Linked DNA regions of Zea mays: region 2 is linked to region 1. Evidence: chromatin contacts called from public Hi-C data. All regions are on one chromosome and are shown on one strand. The core of a region is the stretch at or near the end of the contact, and the rest is flanking DNA. Distances in the headings are between cores, read along the strand shown.

The links. Hi-C and Micro-C count contacts between places; a contact is called where the count stands out from the background.
Region 2: a contact with region 1 is called in a Hi-C map of tassel, with 2.2 times the contacts expected there. The contact joins the promoter of LOC103630718 here to the promoter of LOC100283736 in region 1. A contact is called at or near these places in 2 of 25 Hi-C or Micro-C datasets (ear and tassel).

Annotation. Positions count from the first base shown.
Region 1 is chr6:174,551,467-174,557,022 of Zm-B73-REFERENCE-NAM-5.0, forward strand. It overlaps LOC100283736, which reads left to right and starts at 2,285. Exons shown (of 3, transcript NM_001156635.2): 1 at 2,285-2,622. The coding sequence starts at 2,514. It overlaps LOC100283631, which reads left to right. Exons shown (of 9, transcript NM_001156532.2): 4 at 397-482; 5 at 597-665; 6 at 753-797; 7 at 883-945; 8 at 1,042-1,118; 9 at 1,694-2,194. The coding sequence ends at 1,709.
Region 2 is chr6:175,323,394-175,328,949 of Zm-B73-REFERENCE-NAM-5.0, forward strand. It overlaps LOC103630718, which reads right to left and starts at 3,528. Exons shown (of 8, transcript NM_001310314.1): 1 at 3,321-3,528; 2 at 3,052-3,169; 3 at 939-1,070; 4 at 410-853; 5 at 271-334; 6 at 1-49. The coding sequence starts at 3,340. It also overlaps the pseudogene LOC111589705.

The sequences.
Region 1 (5,556 bases), core at 1,035-3,534:
TTGCTATTATTATTATATGCACAACAACAAAACTCCAGCATGATGCACTTTTATTGGGGAATTATTTATTTTAATCATGTCTCATAATAGTTCTATGAAGGAGAAGACATTACGCTAATTTTATTCCTCTCTTTTATATCCCCAAGTTGGGTATTACAATGAAACATGTGATTCAAAATACCACTGTGCCCAATTCGAAAATGTAACCATAACCACCTAGATTAATAAGTCAGGCTAAAATAAGTAACATTGTTGCTCCCTAGTTATTGGAAAGCCATCTATCAAACTGAACCTCATGTGTAGTCAGACTCAAGATCCTTCTAGTTTTGACTTTCATTTATGTTTGAATAACTGCCTGATGTCATTTCTCTCTTTAACTTTACATAAAACATACAGATGGAAACTTTGATGATGAGTACTTTAAGGGGACAGAAGAATCTAATCAGTTCCGTCGGGAATATGAGATGCGCAGAATGAAACAGGTAAATTCACTGAGCCACTTTCCTCCTTTCTGTTTCATATTCTCTTGCTACTGGATGCATTTCCTCTCAATTTGTCATATGGTGTAACTTGTCTTTGGCAATAAAATTGTGCAGGATGAAGGTTTGGACGTTATTGGTGAAGGACTGGAAACTTTGAAAAACATGGCATCTGATATGAATGAGGTTGTTTGCTGCACTTGATTTTTTTATATGGTAATTTTAGTAAGTTAAGGACAACTAACTGACTAACTGAGTAACTGCGATCTTCAGGAATTGGACAGACAAGTCCCTCTGATGGACGAAATGGATGATAAGGTCTGTTATCTGGCAGCCATTAGTTTTCGTTGGCTCCCAGAAATTGTCTAGCAACTCTTATTTTGCTACATAATGATGATTGTAGGTGGATAGAGCCAATGCAGATTTGAAGAATACCAACGTGAGACTGAAGGAGACTGTTCTTCAAGTAAGAACTTAGCACTTCCGTTCTACACTTGCTAACTAATGCTTGAGTAGTTTGGTGACCTCGTACCATTTGTTTTTCACATTGACTTGTTACCAGCTTAGATCAAGTCGCAACTTTTGCATCGACATCATCCTTCTGTGTGTCATTCTTGGTATTGCGGCCTACCTTTACAAGTAAGTAATATCCAGTTTAATTTCCTGAAGGACACCAGGGTATGCCTGAGTACCACTATTAGGGCATGTACAACCCACATAAATGCTCTGTATCTTATGGGGTATCAAGGGGGTAAGTGCAAAAAAACACAAGAGACGGTATTTTAGTGAAGGAACGTCTCTAGCACGGTTCTGAGTTCTCTAAGTCTAGATACGGTTCTATTAGAGCTTGTTCGTTTCACCGTTAAGCCATATGGATGGAGTGGTATTAAACCGGTTTAAATCCATATCAAGTTAAAATACATCTCAATCCATTCTAATACAGCCCAATTCATATGGAATTAGAATAACCGAACAAGACCTAAATGAGTCGTATCTTGAGGGGTTATAGTAATTAAAATAAAGACTTAGATACATTGGGTTGTACGAAGGGGTTTCTTAGTTATATTTAGTATTTGGGGAACCACAATATAGAATCGATGTTGTACATGCCCTATGGCCATTCTGACATTTTCTTTAGTTTACTTTGTTGCAGCACGATATTTCCTTCGATGTATGTACGGCACATAATATTGCTCTCTGTTTGTGGTGTGCAGTGTTCTAAAAAAGTGAGGTGGAGTCTTCTTGCCTTGGAACCGCTCATGTCGTGGTCCCTTTGTCACCATGGTTCTACCCAGTTCTTTGAGCGATTTGTGTGCACCAAGCCATTTGTTTTGTCTTATATCTGTATTATTATGGTGTCCAAGTTGAACCTTGACTAGGCTTGTTGAAGAGAACGCTGGTAACATGTTTGCTATATATCTGGGGAGTCGATTTCGTAGCGAGGAATGATTACACGGCACCATTCTTATCGTCTTATCGAACCACGGGCTCATGTATATTCATTCCGTCAGGGCTTTGTCTCCATTGTTTCTGTTGAATCAGTCTTGGTACCAAGAGCGGCGCTAGTGAGCAATCAACGATGACTGCTACTTCTTTAGCCTAATGCCTAACGAATGTGATCGCAGCTGCTTATCAGGAAAGATATATGTAGAAAGTCCATTTTTAGGAGAATTCTGTGCGATTCCTCAAAATTTTGAGAATATTACCACCGTCTAATTAAGGCTCTCGTGCAAATTAGGAAATTAGAGTTCGCTTTTGTAGTTCAGTTTCGACAGTCGTCGTCCCCTCTACTCTCTCGGCTTCCGCAGACCCCAGCTTCTCTGGCCCTCTCACTCCAAACATCGGGCTCCAGGCCGTCTCCCGCCAACCCAAATTCGCTTCCCGCCGCTCCCCATTAAACCCGCTTGAAAGGTCGCGCCCTCGAGCAGAGCAACCCCTGACCACAAATCCGATCCGCAGCCGCCGTGCCTCGCTTTCGTCTTTTCCCCTCTGCTCGAGTACGAGCGGCTACTCCCGGCGGCTGCGGCGGCGGCGATGAGCGCGGTGAACATCACCAACGTGGCGGTGCTGGATAACCCCACCGCCTTCCTCAATCCCTTCCAATTTGAGATCTCCTACGAGTGCCTCGTGCCCCTCGACGACGGTACGGATCACCTCCCTCCTTTTTTCTATGGCCCCGTGGTGCGTGGCGGCGGGCTAGGGTTTCGTGCGTCGTGAGATCGGTGGGTGTCGCTTTGGATGCAGTGTGAATACCGGGCTATGGGGGTGGGTTTTGCAACCTCTGCAGGATGACATCAGGAGGGTATGGGAGTTGAGTCGAGCGCTGCTACATCGGTTGCATTCCTGTGCGGCAGTACTAGCATAGATGCGGATGCCATTGTTGTCGAGGCTACCATTGTTCGAGGCTACCACTGTTCTTGTTCGGTGGTGCATGTTGCATTCCTGATTCCTGTAATGGAGTACGTTTTTGGATGTTAGGCGATTGGCGGATCCATGAATGATTAGAAACACTTAGCAATTTTTACATACAGCTAATTGTTGGTTCACAAACAATTAAGAAGGGTTACATGGAATTTGGTGTGTGTGTGGATTGGGGGTTGAACTGTCAGCGCTCCTGTTCTACAGCTCACCTTGTTTGTATGCTCGTGACGGTTAACTTCTATTAACCATATTCCGGCCTTTATGTAACAATTGGCATAAGAATGCAGCATAATTTCCACTATGCTGTTATGTACCATGTGATTCTTGATCATATATTCTACCCTCCATTACTAGTATCTAGATATCAGAATGTCAAATGACTTGAACCTATTTGCTTAGCGGGTCATTGAGTTGTATACTTGTATTGTCAAAATCTGGCTGCCACATTCTATAGTTGTGCAAGAAATTCCATGCACACACGTGTCATGCGTGGATGGCTGCCTACAATCTAGCATTAGTTGTGCTTGAAGATGATTATAATTGAATGTGCAATGGATAAATATCATGTTATTCGTATCTTGTACCTATAAGGGATACATATGTACTTGTGCTATAGCTGTAGCTGATGATACAAATGTATAATTTTGCTGTTGGACTTAACACAAGTGGAGTTCTATTTGAGTTTTTTTAAAATCTTGTACCCCCTGTTTGAAATTGGTAGCATGAATATTGCTTGTATTCTACTGAATATCAAGAGGGTTGTGGTGCTGAAATTGCTGGTGAGGGATTGCTAATCCCAATATCTGGACCATAGTGTCCATGCAGGGACATCAGTGGGATGTGGAGGTGGCCTAGGGCCTGTTTGGTTCAGCTTTTTTCTGACCAGCTTTTCCGAGAATCTAGCTGTGGGGAGAATCTGGCTGTGTAGAGAATCTGAGTATCATTAGGATTACGTGCTGAGGAAGATAAAGTTGTCCATGAAGCTCAGGATCTATAAAGTGACAGATTACTACTATTGCGATGACTCAACCGATTATATGTTTATGTTGATTTTAAATGGTTTTTACCCAAACGAATTTTATAGAAGCTGACTGAAAAGCTGAGTGTTTGGCAGTCCGCAGCAGCTTTTGGTGGCCAAAAGCTGCGAAAAGCCAAAACAAACTGGCCGCTAGTCTGCTGCTGGGCCTGCTTGAACGACGTCAATAGGAAGGGCTGAAGGGCGTGTTTGGTGAAGTGGGCTTGGGCAGTAGGGCTTGCTGTTACGCAGCCTGGGGAACGTGTGCACACAGCGCTGGGTCGAGTCACCACCAGTGCTGCTAGAGTGCGTCGTGGAGCTGGTGGATCTGTCATGGGGCATTGTCGAACCTCCAATGGAGGCAATGCTAGGGGAGTAGAGCCGCTTGAAGACCACACTAGAGAATTGACGGGGGCGATTGCTGGAGCTGGAGGTGGTGTTGGCTTGTTGTAGTCGATCTTCTTGAGGATAAGGTCGTTGTGGGCCTAATTGGAGGGGAACAACTTGAAACGCTTGAAGTGTGCCTTCTTAGGGGCGAATTTCTCATTTAGGCCGTGTAGAACATTGATGATGAGGGTGCAATTGCGGATAATCTTGTCGAGGTCGCCGAGAGTGCCAACTATCTCTTTCATCTTGCGGCGGTAGTCGTTGATTGAGACACCGCCTTGCATGAAGATACGAAATTCAGCGTCAAGGTGAAGAGCATGAGCTTCATGGTTGCTAGATGGTGATCCAGAAGCGGCGTGCTATGTTGTGGCGGATGTGGGTAGACTCCACTAGCTTGGAAGAGAGTGTGCCTAGCACCCACAATAGGAACATGACATCCATACGCCACCAGGATGGCATGACGAAGAAGGTGACATTAGAGAGGATGTGGTCGTTTGAATGCGAGGATGTGGTCACGCCAACGTTGTAGTGGGAGATGGGGTCCAAAACTGTTGGCATGAGGACACAGATGTTCATGACACCCGATGCCTACACATGGGGACTGGCGATGGTGGTGCCTCGTAGTCATGGATATCAAGGTCGTCGACAGCTTGGCGTCATCGTGGGCACCGTTGTCGCCCAATGTCCTTTGTGAGAACGTCCTGTGCGGCATGTAGATGATCTTGAGCGGCGACCATGGCCTTGGCAGCCTCAATGGCGGCACCAACCAGGCCCTGGTGGTCCTCCTTTTATGCGGCCGCATCCTTGGCGCGTTGTTGGGCATCAACGGTGGAGGAAGTGGTTGGAAGGTCACCATGTGGCGGTGGAGGGAGTGGTTGGAAGGTCACCATGTGACATGGTGGCGGCTTGGCACTAAGGAGGCGGCACATGCAGGTGAGGTTTAGCGTAAGCGAGATGTCACGGGATCATGACAGTCTCTTGATACCATGATAGCACGAATATTGTTTGCATTCAACTGAATATTAGGAGTACAATATATATACCTCTACCGATGATGTTCCTTTACCTGATTCATAGAAAAATGACCAAGCAGGTGATCCGAGAGAAATAGGGAAATAAGTCAACTAACCAATCACCTAAACATGTAAATATGACAAGCGGCTAATCACCTAAACAGAGGAAATAAACTCTAACTGAAACTATAAGACATTTTGGCTTTTCTACATTTATAACTTTTGCTACACATCTAGATAT
Region 2 (5,556 bases), core at 2,278-4,777, 770 kb after region 1:
GCTCTAAGCAGGTCCATTCTATCCTCATATGCCCTCACAAATATAGTTTCTATTCAATTTGAAGAAAAATACAGATTATAATATTTTGTTTAAAGTAGACAGGTGAAACTATAACCATTCTTGACCCTCATGAACAGGCTCTTCTAAGTTCTCAAGACAAAAGACGCATTTAACTAACAAAGGCATGATTGCACCAAGTGTGGTACTATTCAAAGAAACCCATGCGACCAATTCATAAAATTACGGTAATAGTAAGCAACAGCTACCTACCTGGCAAATCTTTCTCTAAGACTTTCCACTCATGCTGAATACGTTTGACCCAGTCTTTTGATGGCTGTTAAAACAATTTTTTTAGTACTGAACTGAACTAAGACAAAAATGATAGCAAAGGGCAGGGAAAAAAGATTACCTTTTTTACCGCCTGAACCTTTCTTGATTCTGGCTTTGAATAATAATGATCACTATGATCATCAACAGTATCAAATCGTTTGAAGGCCTTGTATTTTTCTTCGATTTTATCATCTACAGCCTTACTAGGTTTGGTCTTATTTGCAATCTCAATAGCAGTCTTATGCTTCCACGGTAAAGAAGCCTCCAGACCATGTAGAACATTGAAGTTATCAAACTTGGCAGACAAACTAAATTGAAACTCACTTTCAATGAGTGGAGTGTCATAACCATCATCCTCAAACTCATCTTCATCATAAGCATAGTCTTCTTCAAATCCATCAAAGGGGTAGCCATCAGAATAGTTGTAAACTGCCTCGTCTTGAAACACTTTCAGGTCAACCCAGGAACTGGTATATTTTGAAGCATATGTGCTTGGACCAGGGATGTCCTGAACCCAACCACTCTGAATTTATTTACACAAAAGAGTTTGTCTGAGCTTGCATCGTATAAAAGCAGATAATATAAGAATAAGATATAAGGGAATTTACCTTGGCATGCTTTGAGCAATCCATGGGACATACAGCAGTTTGCTTATTCTTTTCCACCTGTGCTTTATCACCAATAAGTATGACTCCATCAGGATCATCATCATCGATTTCAATCACTTCTTGCGGTACAACCTATTGTTCAAGCAAGCACAAATTTCAGAAGCAAATTCATCAAATAGCAAACAACACTCTTTTGATACAGTATAATTGTAACATAACATGCTCAGAAGCTATTAATTTGCCATAATAAAACAAGAGCATTTGTTTGTCTCAATTTTGACATTCGCCTGCGTACCTAAAGAACATAAAGTATGCCCACATAATGATTTATGAAGATAATTCTGACAGTTTTAAAAAGGATATGAGAACATAAAATGGAACAAACCAGCAGCTAACAACTTTTCACCTCATATGCACTTGACAAATGCCACTGCCATTGTCAATTCGTTATTATGTCAACTGCACCATGCCTATGTCTATCAGACCATGACAGGATGCGCCTATTACTATTATTCAACACTTGGTAGACAAAACAAAAAAGACACAAAATGAAATAAACACAGAAGAGTTCTGCATAAACCAATGTGTGGTAAACTGGATTTTGGAGGGCTAAATAGTAAAATCATGGGCTTAAAGTTAAAGGTAGACCGTAGACCTCCAGATAATTTCTTTTTTCTGCAATCTTTCTAAACAGAATGCAATGCAGAGAAACCAGGAGGGGGGGGGGCATAGATGTAGTTGTGAGATGTGTGCACAATGCATATGGTATATGCATTTATTTAAGAAATGGCTTCATACAACTTTATGGGAAAAAAACTATTCGAGGAATGGCAAGATTACTTGGGCATCATTAAAAATTATGAAATGCTTTCAGCACTTTTACTTAGGAGGTGCATTTGTCTTCTGCAAAAGAAATCTTTGGTGGCAATATATATCTAAAGGTGCATATCAGCATATGTGCAGATGTAGGGGCAGGGGGCTGGGCAGCATGGTTCTTAAGGCGGTAAGGCGAGATAAGGCGCTGGACCACCGCCTAGACGCCTAGGCGACGCCTTATCAACCTGAGGATCAGCAAAACAGTGCCATGGAGGAGGAAGAAAAAGAAAAAAAAGGAGAAGGAAGGGGTAGGAGGCCCAGCCCACCAGCCAGCCCATATAGTCCTTCCTCTGGCAACCCTAGGTTGCCTCTCTCCCCCACCATTCAGCTGTTGCTGCCCCCGATTGAGCCGCCGCCACCACAGATTCGCCGTCGCCGCCTCAGATTCACCGCCGCCGCCAACGATTTGGACGCTGCCGCCAACGATTCAGCCTCCGCCGCCCTGGATTTGGCCTCCGCTGCTCCCGATTCGGCGCTGCCACCCCGAAACGGCGGCGCCCCTTTCCCTTCCCCTCTGCCCTATACCCTCTTGCTGATTCTTACCTAGGCGACGGGGACGCCTTGGATCGTTCGGGCGCCTGGACGCCTAGGCGACACCTTTAAAATAAGGCTGGGCAGGATTATGACATTCACAATAGAATTCACTCGTTTGTCAGTGTAACATATTAAAAATAAGAGGGCTACAGTGATTACAAAAAAAAAGGAAAATCTAACATCTGTTGGATGATGAAGACTGTCATAAGTTGACAAAAAGGATCAAGGACCTGATGAATCAAATGAAGATGCAAGGGGAACCAAACTAATGTTATTAGAAGTTTAGTATTCTTATGTGTGCATCGTCATGATGTAATTCTTCTTTCTCATGCTGATTCTTCTCTAAGAAACTAAGATTTCTGTTTTCCATGAATCCCCGTGATGTAACATCTTATTTGTTCTGTTCTGTTTTTTTTTTTCTGCTAGAGAACAGACCACATTTTTTTAAATACCATTTGTTCATACTTCCATGGTTGACCAATACACCAATAAGATGATTGCCAAATGAACACTTCAAAACACATCACATTTTTTTGTTCAAATACATGGCACATGAATTAACTTATCAACTGCAACCTGCCATCATATAACCACCAGGCCTTATCAGAATTCACCGTTTCCCCGGCACGGATTTTTTTTTTTAAAAAAAACAATCATACCAATCCCAAGGAATCCAAGGAGAAGGAGGCGAATTGGACATCACCTGGCTCCGCTTCCTCTTGTGGTGGCCGGAGGCCCACCCTGCAGCCGCGGCGGTTGCCGGAGACACCTCGACCACGTCGGGGTCATCGAACGAAGAGCTGCCCGCGCAGAGGCAATTCCTGCGACGGGTACCAGATCGGCGGGGCGGCAAGTCCGCATCAGAATCAGAATTGAAGGGGGGCGAGACGGGAGGAGATAAGGGGCCAAATAAGCCTTTGGTCTAAAAAAAAGGACGAGGGGCCAAATAGATCGGCGACGAGAATGACTCACTTGGAGGCGCGGGTCGCCATCGGGGCGCAGCAATGCGATCGCCGTCGATGGGCACGGCAGGCGGTCGGCGCTAGGGTTCCGGCGAGGTGGGTGGGGGAGGAGGAGGAGGGTGGTCGTCTGGGGGGATGAGTGCGGCGGCGTCGGAGACTGAGAGGAGAAAAACGAAATTTTATACTGAAAAAATGGTTTTTTCGTAGAGGAAAGAAGGACCGACCCGAAAAGCCGTTCAGATTTTTGGAATTTATTTTAAGGCTCGGTGCGTGGTGGGCCCTAGGCTCTCTCGGCTTTCTGCATTCCAGTTCAGGAAATCAGCTCGCACGGGGTCTGCTTCAGTATCTGGACACCTGACTGACCTTGGGAGGCTGGCTCGTGGGCCCTGGCCTACTCACATGTGGTGTGGTGGGTGAATAATAATATCAGTTCTGTTTGTTTAATCTGCAGCGACCTTTTGTAAAAACACTGTTACTACGCTTTTGATCTAAAAAGTTAATATCAGTTTTTCGATGGTGTTATTAGCTTTATAAACTCGGTAAGCTGTAAAAACCCCTGAAAACCAGGCTTTTCAATTTTCTATATAAATTCACCTTTTCTGAGCTCCTGAATTTACAGAAGCTAAATAAAAAAAGCGACATACTTGTTTTGGCTTAGAGCTTTCCCAAATATCCACCCAAAACAATCATGCATAACCACGCGTGTTCTCTATCTCTAAGGCTAATCCAATTAGCAGACGGTTATCGATGCAATCTATCCGCACCGCCAGTACAACTGTTGTAGAATATTTTATTTTATAGATGCTAGAAGTGATTTGTAAAGGCTGCAGTACCTATTACGTACGTATAACGTAAACAATGTGGGGTTATCGGTTAGACCATCTCCAACAGTTTAATTATACTCATACTTATATTCAAACTACATTGTATAAACAATACAATCTACAAAACGATACAAAACAATGTTTATACATTAGTTCACACATATGGTCACTAAAAACAACTTTTGCAGTATTTTGTATTGTAGATTGTATTATTTGTAGAGTGTAGTCTCTACTATATTAAAGTATTAGTTTCAACGGTCGTCACACGTCATCTTTTTTACAAAGAACTCCTTATATTTCTTCAAAATCAACCTGCGGTCTCATATCATATCACATCTCTATCCTATTTGTTCACACAGCGTTCTCGAGGCTGTCGCTCTAGCAACAAACTCCGTCCATTTCGCAACAACCTCTGTACGCTTTTTTCCATCGTTGCATATTGAATTTTAAGTGAAACCAACTATGCAATTGAAAATAAGTACAAGGCTCTGTAAAAGCGGAAAATGTTTTTATTATTTGATATGATACTCTAAAGGCAATAGTAAGTATATATTTCAGTAAGCATGTTAAGTATTAGAGGATAAACTTGTTGTAGTTGGTATTTCGGGAATGATCTTGTTGGTGTACTTGTGCTTTTCTACGTCTTGCTAAATTTGGAGAAAACTGTTAAGCCATCACCATAAATGAATTTGCATGTGTTACATATGGAATCTCAATGATGATTTTGGTTAGGGCATCGGATCTACACCATCCTCTCGCTCCCAAGTCATAAGCCAAAACACAGGCTATAATTTAACTCGAGTAAAGGGGTTCCTTTTCAACTTATTTTTCGGTCTTTTGGCTAAGATCAAGTGTAATATTTGTTTTACGAGTTCAATATATGGTATATGAACAATATGTTCAATTTGACATTAAATTTATTTATTATAATATTTTTATGTGGAGGGTCTATTAAGACTCTCAAGTGTCGCTTAGAGCATCTCCAACAATGCCTCAAACTAGTGCCTCAAATTTAAATATAGGGCTCTACAAAAAAAACTACTCCAACAGTGCCCTATTTCATAAATTTTTGTCAAAAAACTATAGGGCACCCTCTCAAGTGACTCAAATATACTACACCGTAGTGGACTGCCCTATAATCTAGATTTAGCGTTTTACTGTTGGAGCGGAGTGTTTTGTTGGTGCCCTAAATTCTATAAAATATACTTATTTTTAAAATATATGGCATTTTTATAGGTCACGTGGTTGGAGATGCTCTTAGTCACTCAATGAATATCATTAAATATGGTTAGGTACCGTTGCAACGCACGGTTATTAGACTAGTTTGAATATATGTATGGGTATATGTAAGCTGCAGGAGATGATTTTACGACAAGAGCAGAAACATATGCACGTCGCTCCAACCCAATAACAAATTCTTTT